Regions from separate parts of the Danio rerio genome. Here all the other regions are linked to region 1. The links are chromatin contacts, called in public Hi-C and Micro-C maps. All regions are on one chromosome and are shown on one strand. Each heading gives the region's core, a stretch centred on a gene start, on an enhancer-like site or on the middle of the called end of the contact. The rest is flanking DNA. Distances are from core to core; before and after follow the strand shown.

Region 1 (3,626 bases), core at 757-3,256:
AATTTGACCACACAGTTTAGCTTTCTATTCACCTTTTTCGTTGTCTAATATCAAATAATCACCAGTTTAATATATTTTGTTAATAGGCTTTAAAAAGCGGCCTTTTTATCAAGATTTAAGAGGCCGAGTGCACTTGGATTTAGAAACCATTTGGCACTTAATCTGCCTGTCAAACAGTCTATATATCTTGTTGGACCCGGCTTCCTTAGTTTGTACTATAATGCTTTATGTTTTAAGCATTCAGTGACGTGTGGAAAAAAAAATGTTAGTATTTGTGCTGACAAAATTATGCTCACTAGAGGGAGACATTAGACAATACATTCAGTGACACAAAGACCAAAAAAGTGTCAATAAACAAGTGAACAAAAATATTATACTTTTTTTTAGTCTTAAACAAAAAAAAAAAAAAAAACATATACATTATATGGGTTGGTAATTTCTTATTAATTATGACTTTTCCTATTTTTTCTTTCCTTTTATTATTGCACTACTGTTATGTCATTGCTTTTGTATGTTCATTGTTATACACATTTTAATAATAATAATACAAAAAACAAATTCAGAGGTAACACATAACTTTTTAAGCGAGACAGTGACAATGTTTTTAGCATTAGCAATACTCTTTCAGAAAGTATGAAGGTTTAATTTGATATCACATGGTTACTAAAGAGGAATCTCATAATGACTGATATATAATTAATATTAAAGTCAAAATATAATATGTTAATAATGAAATGTTTATAAATGTTAACATTTAGCTATTTTAAATAATTCTGTGCTTTTCAAATCAATACAAATTTATTTGTGATCCATCATATTTAAATTATTAGATAGTCGAAGAATTATACAATATTTTTAATCTTTACAGAAAAAAATTATAGGAGGGAGTAATAGACATTATTTTTGCCTTGATTTTGTGAAACTGCATTATCCAGTGTATCATAGACAGTTTAAATAAAAATAATCATGATAAAATAAATAAAAATAAAAATAATCATGCATTTGTCAAATTTAATTATTTTGTAAAATAAACCAAAAATCAACCCTAAAACCTGATTCCAAATATCATCAGAGAATTTACAAGTAAAAAATAGATGTAAAAGACTTTCAGGCTTAGTTTTCCAAAAAGAAGGATGTGGTGAAAAGTCTTTTTAAAATTTATTAATAAACATATTGCAGGGACTGTGTAATATTTAGAAATTAATTTATTTTACCTCATTTGGGAGTAAAAACGTATTACTTGTTGACCAAATATCATCTATAAAAGGTAAAGAAAAATTTTGTTTCCATTTCAACATGGCTTTTAGGAAACAACTATCTTGAATAAGACATTTTCTGAAGTAGAAGTTATTACACAAAATACTGATACCACCAAGTACAGTTTTTTTTGGAATTTGCTTTAAGATAATGCTTTTTACAATCAAATTATAATCATCATGCAAAAAAAAAGAAAAAGAAAAAAACAATCCCTGAAGAAGAAAGATTTTCTTGATAACTATAAATCTCATCACTGCTATTTAGAAAATCTGAAACAAAAATAATTCCCTTGTCAAACCAATCTTTTTTAAATATCCTTTTGTGTTAATGCAACACCTGTTGGTTATTTTATTGAATGCACATATGTAAAGAAAAGTTATGTTTAATTTTTTCCATGCTTCTAATGATTGCTTTATAATTTAATGGGAAGTTTATTACGTTTGTAGTCACAAGAAAGCAAAAAGTTTAATCCACCGCATTTTTCAAAGAAAAGATTTGGAATATACAACCATAGTGAATTACTTTGGGGAAGGTTTTATCCAATTAATTGAAAAAATATATTAGTAGTTGTAAAATCAAGAACATTGAGTCCACAATCATCTGAGACATCAGAATGATGAATTGTCCTAAAATCAATCACCCCTAACGTTACGTAGGCTACAGTTGCCATTATCTTCATTTAATTTCGATCTGACGCTCAAGACTTTTATTTTGAAAACATTATGACGTGGACTACCCGGTAGTAAAATTATTTCTGAAGCTTGTGCCTGTTTTTACATTGCTGGAAAATCCTCCGCAGGTATTAATTCAGTCGCCGTATGAAGAATTAGCCCACGTTTGCTTGTAAGCAGCATATTATAAAGGCGCATGCATCGCTGCAGATCGCTAGTGAAGAAGACGGGATTGTAACGTTATATTGATGTGGAATTGGACCAGGTGTTAGAATTCAAAAGCAGTCCAATCCAGCACAAGTGTCGGGATGAGCTTCTTCAGTTTCGGACAAAGTGCTGAGATTGACATAGTTCTGAATGATGCCGAGACGAGAAAAAAGGCCGAGCACAAAACAGAGGATGGGAAAAAAGACAAATACTTTCTGTTTTACGACGGAGAGACTGTCTCGGGGAAAGTAAACGTAACACTGAAGACCCCAGGAAAGAGGCTCGAGCATCAGGGCATCAAAATAGAGTTCATCGGGCAAATCGGTAAGTGCGAGCGATGCTTGTGACGTATTTGTGTTTTAATGTGACCGCGCGACACATTTCAAGATTTATATCAGTGTATGTTTGCAGGTATGTTGCCAATTTTGTTTTAATAAATAGTATGCGGACTGAATCATCGAACATGCAGAAGTGTCACATTTCATTCAGTTAGTCTCGTGACATATGACACATTAACGATGTTTGATTCGTGAATGAGTTGTTCTTTTAAGATGGTCAATTTGAGTGAATCGAACGAACCGGTCTCATTTTGATTCCTTCAATTAAGACTAACTCGTTAACAAATAACAAGAGGAGGTAGTTTCAGGTATGCTTTTCTGAAGTCAACTTATCGACCTGTTGATTCTCAAACAAGTCGAGCACTAGTGAGTGAAGTGAAAAGTTTAATAGTCTAATAGTACAAATGAGAACATGAAATGTTTGCCTATGACTTAACGTTACATGATCTAAACACATACGTTGTTGGTATTAGTATTGCGAATTATGTTCTGAGTATGCAACAATTAAAGTGAGACAAGTAATTAAGAATAAACTCACTTATACACGAATACAGCATAATTAACAGATATGCACTACCGCTATACTTACTAAAGATTCACTGAATCGTTTCCAGCCTGTTCTGTAAAACGAATGTTCAAAAGAATCGGTTCTCTTAGATGAGTCTCCCTAGTAAATCTCTAGTAAAATCAAAATATGGGATAATAGGTTTTAAACATAAGTTATAGTGTTTCATTAAAGCTTGTTACTCCCTGTCCTAAATTAGGACTCTATTAAAAGTTATACATTATGTATCACCAAGACTACACTTAGTCTTGTTAAATTCTTTAGATCTCTATAGTTTTATTAATTGTACCTTTAAAAGGAAAGTTTTAAATAAAGATCAATCACCCTCATGTTTTTTTTTTTTTTCAAATGTCCAAAGCGTTAAAGAACTGATCTCAATTGAAAGAATGCAACAAAATATGCAAACGTATTAAGAAATCATGTCAAAACTTGTGCATGTACTAATGTTGTTCTATTGTGTAACTTATTTTCCCCTAGAATTGTACTACGACAGAGGAAACCATCATGAGTTTGTCTCTCTGGTAAAGGATTTAGCTCGGCCTGGAGAAATGGCTCAGTCGCAGACTTTTGATTTTGAGTTCACGCATG
Region 2 (3,626 bases), core at 307-2,806, 250 kb before region 1:
GGTGCCGTTTTACATAGGACTCTTTGTTTTGATGCAGTACTGCTGATGACTTGTTTTTTAAGGCCAGAAACTGGTTTAGTGTTCTCCTTGTTTCTCTGAAAAGACAATGTTTTTACAATGAAAGAACATTAGGTAAGCTACATATCAGGCAAACACTTATTTTTCCACATGTAGATGTAAAAAAAAATGTTTAAAGATTTGATCTGCTTTATAGAGTGTGGTGTGTACCTTTCTCACCACAGACTCCATTATGTTCATCTACCAGTGTAAGGACAGTTCTTCAAAGATGACAATCTTTCCCCTGCAGGGTATCACATTGTTATAAAACTCAAACAAAGAAAACAACAACAACACGAAAAAAGTCTGAATTTCACATCATTTTAAAAGATGTTTTTCTTTTTAAAGGCAACATTTCTACTATGAAATTAACCAGAGTGATTGGGGTTGATTTACAGCCTGTTCCTCCTCTTCTTTTTGTCATTGTCCATATGATACAGTATCTGAGAATTGACTGACACATCTCAGGAATGTAGTAACATTAATTAAGCCAGTGAATAAATATGCACTCGTTTCATAATCTATTTCATACAGAATTCCAGAGTTTGACGTTTTGTTCTGTTCCATTGATTGCCTATTGATTATTTAAGTTTATCTAAGGTGTCTTATCTAAGGATAACAGCCCAGATGAGAAGAGTCCTTCCAGATGTTTTCAGTCACCTATGATCTTTTCCAAAGTTGCGTATGTATACTCTGCTTTTTGCCCATTAGGGAGACCACACCCTGCTACCCAAATAGCTTTTCCACCCCAGAAAAATACAACTGGTAATTTGTCAATTTAAAATAGTGTAAATCCAGCAAATACCATTTTTTTAGAAGTCAAAACTTAGGTTCTGTGTAGTCTAAAATGAATATAAAAATGTCTGAAAACTCCTTTTTTGGTTACTTAAAAAATGTACCTGAAACTTGGTCAAAAGTAGTTCAGAGAATAAAACAAAAATACGTTTTAGCCTAACACAAAAACCTTCTCTTTGGATTCCACATTTAATACATGTACGATATGAATAATATTAATCCCACTTGACTTAATTCATTATTAAAATGCTTGTTAGATTTGTCGATATTTATGACGAATGTTTGACAGGACAGATGTATCCCGACGACGCTGGATGCTAGCCTATGTGCAGCACTAGCTTTTACAAAATAGACACGGAGTGTTGCTCAAAGCATATATCAACACATTTAAACGTCTCAACACGATTAACTCAAAAACAGTTTACATTTTATTCAACAATATGCTTTTATTGCGCCAACTTACTGAAGAATCAACAAACACTCTCTGTTATTCTAATGTTGCCCACGCGAATAAAGTGCCAAATCATGACAATACTCACATAGCATTGTTAAAGCTGACAAAAACGACATATAGCTTACGTTATCTCTGCCTTCTTCTGTCAACGAGGAAAGACACGAACCTCAAACTCAGGCCAAACCTGAACTTGAAAAATATTTGAAGGAGATTGAAGCACAACACGCGCTTTTTCAACAGATTTGAGTTCGGCGCGGCGAGCTCTGCGATTGGTGATGACAGTTTCTGAGTCACTCTAGCTGACAAATCGTATTGGCTGCTTTGAATCACGTGATGAAAAACAGAGTTGGCTCCACCCATTTTACTGAAAACTGGGTGCTGCCTGTTTTGAACCAAAATAAAATTCCTCTTATAACTGCTCACGCAGTCGTTTCAAAACCAATCCAGTTGAGCAAAGACCTGGTCTTCGTTTATTTTTTTGATTACTGTAACGGCTTTATGTGAGAAATAAAAAGGTGTGGGAAATAAATGTTCCTTAATGAAAACAAAACCTGTCAGACAGGGATTATTAGGTTCAGTAGTTGATGCTCAAGAGTGTCTGCTATTAAAAAGATTAAGATAAATTTAATCTGTTTTGGTGATTTTTGTGAGTTGATAGAAAAAGCACACAATCTCTTCTTACGTTCCACGGTTAAAGGGATAGTTCACCAAAAAAAAAAAAGAATATATATATCTATTCTTATATATATATATATATATATATATATATATATATATATATATATATATATATATATATATATATATGTATATATATATATATATACACACACACACACACACACTCACCAGGCCTGTAGCCAGCCTGGTAAAAAGGGTGGACCAATTTTTGCAGTTATGTGTGCCTTATTTTCTGTTTTAATTCTGAGATTTAAATGCTGCATTTTAGTGACATTTTAAGCCCTATTTTTAGCTGAAATAGGTTGTTGGATGGTCATTAAACCCACATTTTTTGATGTACCAAAATATTTCCTAAAGAATTAGAATGAATGAACAAATATGAAAAAAATACTTATTTTAAATGTAATAAATCATATATCATTAGAAAAAATAGGAATCTGTTTTAAATAAAAAAATGTAGCCTATTGTTATTTATTAGGCAAATAACAAATGGACTTAACTTGTTAACAAAGGTTCGGCGGCGGAACCACGCTTCACGTTGTCTCCTTGACCAATCACCTACTTCCCAAAACTTAATTAAGGCAGACCAGCCCTCTAGCACTGTTCTTCTCGTTCCCTTAAATCCACTCTCCCTCCATTCACAATCCTATAACCCTTTATTTCAATCACTCTACCAAAATGTAACAGAGACGGTACACCTACTCTGAGTCTCTGGGCATCATTGTAGGAGACCCGATCAACCCACCTACCTGTTCACTGTTTATCCTCTTACTTCCCTTCCCCTTCATCCCACTGTTGTCTTACCATCCCTATCATCCCTAAAACAAGCTCAAATTGTGGCGTGGTCCATGCCGGTAAAACTGCCAGTCACATTCATCTTCCCTTTTAAAGCATTTAAATAAAAAATTATTAAAACAACAACAACAACAACAACATATTACTACTACTACTACTAATAATAATAATAATAATAATAATGTACAATAAAGCCTCTTGTCAAAACGCACATTTGAAAATTCCTGGATAACAACAATGGCCAAAATTGTATTCAAATCAAATCAATTTTTTCAAATCAATAGCATTGGCCAAAACAGATTAGCTGAAATCATACCGAAGTGACAGCCAACAGAGAGACTCTTAAAGCCTTTTTCGATGGGTTATTTTCACTGTTTATGTCCCATTTATTTAAAATAGGACAAATGAGCTCATGTATGAGACAAATTCTGGACCTTTGTTTATGAGGGGTGGGTCTTCCGAACCACCAGAACCCCCCTGACTATGGGCCTGCTAGTTATTTGTTTACCCTCAAGTTGTTTAAAAACCTTTATGACTTCTTTATGCTAAACAAATTGAAGTCGATGGTTACCAATTTCCAGTTTCAACAAAAAAAAAGAAACTCATAAAGGTTTGAAACAAGTAAAGGTGAATGAGCTTTTATTTTTGGGTGACCTATATCCCTTTAAGACATTTTTGTCACAGCCAGATAAATCTAAATAGTACATGTGAAATAGGGTCTAAATTGCATAGGATCAGGGGCCTGTACCGCGATGGTGGTGAACAAACTCTTGCAGTATTAGTTTTGAGCTGATATGACCAAACCAGTGCAGTCAGACTTTGTTGGTACACTGTTAACTTTCTT
Region 3 (3,626 bases), core at 803-3,302, 150 kb before region 1:
GTGTAGAAGCCTCAGTAAAACACTGGGACATCTGTTTCCAGCCATAAATCTGAGGTGACAAGCTCTAAAATGTTACTGAAATGTGTTCACTTTCTCATGCAAATTTCTATCTGGAGAAACTACAGATCACACTGGATGAAAAAAATGTGTATGGTTCTTACTTGTTAAATTACCCATGGTTTAACTAGAAATGAAACTGTAGTTAAAAGCACAGTAACATCTAATTAAACATGGTTTTGCGTCACATTCTCATATAGTTTAACCTGTAATAACTGTGGTTATACAAATGGTAATCACTCTGCCAAAAAACTTTGTTACTATCATTTTACTATAATAAAAACATGATTCATTTTAGTATGAGTCATAAACTGATCTGTGATTCTGATGTCAAAAACATTTTAGAAAGATAAATTTTCCATAGAAAAACACCACCAAACAAATTTAAAACACTTGCACTAGAGTACAAAACGTTATTAAACCAATATCAACATACCAGCCTAATCTCACGAGAAAACGTAAGTATTTTACGTTTTGCCAGTTTAGTGGAGTTCAGTCGTACGAAACGAAGACTGGAAATACACAATTCTGAAATTTACGCTAGCCAGTAATTTACACATATTAAATTGTAACATTTATATTAATGTAAACATTTTATTCTAATATTTCAGGATGTTGGCATACTGTAGCTTGATGCGACTTGCTATCTAACTAATTGTAAAACAGCATTTTGCTCATTTTTTCTTTGTACTCATTTGATTTAAAAATTAGTTTTAAAATGTGTTTAAAATGTCAAAACTTAAGATCATTCAGAAAGACTTGTTTTTTCAATGGTTAAAAAGCAGAGGTAAAAGCAGATTAATTATTTAGTTTTATTTGTATGATTTTATTTTGACACTCAACGTGTCAGTAGCATTAACTTGCATTACAAATCACCAAAGATCACAGTTTCAGCTAAAAATCTTCTTTAATGCTTTATTGAAGAGACAAATATTACCTACATCTTGGATGGCCAGAGAAAGAGTAAATTAACAGCAAAATATACCAATAGACCAATCACAGATGCCCATTCCATTCCAACTAATCTATCAAACATACTGTCATTAAAAGTACATTATCCACAATTCAACCATTCTTTTGCTTCACTACCCATAGTTTAACCTGTAATGACTGTGGTTATAAAAATGGTAATCAATCTGCCAAAAAACAGTCACTATCATTTTACTGTGTTAAAAGCATAGTTTATTTTAGTAAGGGTTAATAAGTGATTTATCATTCTTAAGTCAAAAATCCTTTTAGAAAGATATGTTTACTATAAAAACACTACCGAACAGATGTAAAACACATGCATTGGAGTACACATGTTATTTAACCAACATCAACATACATTCAAGAAAATATTAATGGAAATACACAATTCTGGAATTTAAAATATTACCTGTCAGTAATTTTCACATGTAAACATGTAAACATTTTATTTTAATAATTCAGGATGTTCAAATACTGTAGGATAATCTGACTTGCTATCTAACTAATTGTAAAACAGCATTTAGCTAATTGTATAAATTAAAATTATACACGCGTTTGTTTTAAAATCTGTTTAAAATGTCACATCTTGACCATTTAGAAAGACTTCGTTTAAAAAACTGAGGTAAAAGCAGATTAAATATAAACTTTCCCACATGAAATGAAATGCATTTTAACCTTAAATCTTCGTAAAAAGAAAAGTTAGCGTACACATTAAACGCCATCTATCCACAGCCATATGCAATGTAAACAAATGAAAACACGTATGGCGAACTGTCAAACGGAACGCAGAGTCCAAAAGTGAGTCAGAAACTGATTTAAGCCTGCGATAGAGATCTTACATGTCTGTGTCGTTCGCTGTATCCGACTCCACTTGCTTCCAAATCTCAAAAGCGCAGAAAAGACGACACAATGCAGCGTGGATTGTCCGTTCTCTCCTAGCAGCTCTCTAAAGTCTTCAACTCTGCCGTCCAGAGTCCACTCACTGGCCGAGCACATGCACGCCTCTGCCCGTGACTATACCGAGTGTGTTACTACTGAGCGGGGAGCGCAAAAAGGGGCATCAATCTCCAGATCCTCCGCCCAGGGGCTGGACTGACGACCGGCTGCTTTTCCCAAGACGACTCGAGACTCCGCCTGGCCGCCGCTCGCTCTTTCAAAGTGCCCCGTCAAAGTCAAAGTCATTTATTGTCATTTTTTTGTTCTCCGTGGATATGCAGAAATGAAACAAAAACCCGCCTCTCATGCAGCCGTGGTAAATAATTGCAAATACATTTTTTGAGAGGATAAGTAAAGTACACTGTTAGACTTTGCTGCAATTTAAGTGATCTGCTGCAAAAATGCTCAGTAATAAAATACCACACTGTACATTCTTTACAGTTCACTACTGTAATAGCACTGCATTGGAAGTACTTTTAAAGCAACTTATATGGCATTTGGGGTATACTTTTCTCAAAGTAATCAAGTAGCCTACAGCTACTAGCTGAAAAAAAAAAAAACGAGACACTAATTAACGAAAAACAAAAATTAACATGCATCACAAAATGTATTTCAAATAGAATAATGAATGAAAATTATCTTTGTAAACCAATTAACATGCATCACAAAATGTATTTCAAATAGAATAATGAATGAAAATGATTTTTGTAAACCATTTAAAATGGAAACGATAACAATGAATAATAATAAAGATCTTGTGAAGTCAGTAAAGTTATCACAAAAATACAATAAAATGTCTAACAGTTTAGATAAATTCTGAAATACAGCATATAGCCTAAATCATTCATTAATTTTATTTTCGGCTTAGTCTTTTTATTAATCTGGTGTCGCCACAGCCGAATGAACCGCCAACTTCAATTCAGCATATGTTTTACGCAGAAAATGCCCTTCCGGCTGCAACCAATTACTGGGAAAGGTTTTACAGAGGAACCGTAAAAAATGCAGGGTTCCACAAATTTCACAAAATTGGGTTGCCCCGACACAAAATGATTTACTTAACAAGATTAAGTGAATTAAACATAAAATAACTAAGTTGTCCTAGAAAAATCTCAAAAATTGTGTTGTTCAGTTCATTTCAAATAGTAGTTTGAACAAGCATCAAAAAGTGTGCTCAAATATATTGGATTTACTATGGTATACTGTATGGCCATATATCCAGTATATTAATTTTTAAACATAAAATAACAATATATAGTTTACATAAATAATTGGCATTAAAGGGACTAGATTTCAAATATATTTGTTACTAGTAATAACAAATTCACCCCAAAATGAAAGTTTCCTCTCATATTATTCACACTCGAGTGGTTGTAAACGTTTTATGAATTTCCTTCTACTGTTGGACACTAAAAAAAATATATTCTGAGGAATCAGGTAGGCTATGTTATTAGAATTTACAGTTTTTAATCTTTGTTATATAAATATTTAATAATCAATCAGTGCAAATGTTTAGCAGTTCGACTGTCACCAAAATGATCTGTAAATAAATAGGTTTCTACATACTTTTTGCATCATTATGAAGATTGTTCCACTAAATCATTAGAATTAAATGATTAAAATACACTTTAAAAATTGATGTTTGCAAAATTGTTGCAAACAATTTA

The links. Hi-C and Micro-C count contacts between places; a contact is called where the count stands out from the background.
Region 2: a Micro-C map of caudal fin shows a contact between it and region 1, with 8 times the contacts expected there. The contact joins the promoter of si:ch211-266i6.3 here to the promoter of vps26bl in region 1. A contact is called at or near these places in 3 of 18 Hi-C or Micro-C datasets (caudal fin, hematopoietic stem cells and an unstated tissue) and 1 of 4 datasets of contacts at active chromatin or transcription factors (embryo).
Region 3: a contact with region 1 is called in a Hi-C map of hematopoietic stem cells, with 2.3 times the contacts expected there. The contact joins the promoter of lhfpl6 here to the promoter of vps26bl in region 1. A contact is called at or near these places in 4 of 18 Hi-C or Micro-C datasets (caudal fin, embryo, hematopoietic stem cells and 1 more) and 2 of 4 datasets of contacts at active chromatin or transcription factors (caudal fin and embryo).

The regions. Positions count from the first base shown.
Region 1 is chr10:36,800,496-36,804,121 of GRCz12tu, reverse strand. It overlaps vps26bl (vacuolar protein sorting 26 homolog B, like), which reads left to right and starts at 2,006. Exons shown (of 6, transcript NM_001002415.2): 1 at 2,006-2,459; 2 at 3,516-3,626. The coding sequence starts at 2,237. It also overlaps a transcript of foxo1b not described here.
Region 2 is chr10:37,047,141-37,050,766 of GRCz12tu, reverse strand. It overlaps si:ch211-266i6.3, which reads right to left and starts at 1,556. Exons shown (of 7, transcript XM_692182.9): 1 at 1,432-1,556; 2 at 229-301; 3 at 1-95. The coding sequence starts at 258. It also overlaps a transcript of lhfpl6 not described here.
Region 3 is chr10:36,947,953-36,951,578 of GRCz12tu, reverse strand. lhfpl6 (LHFPL tetraspan subfamily member 6) reads right to left here and starts at 2,052. Exons shown (of 4, transcript NM_001008653.1): 1 at 1,866-2,052.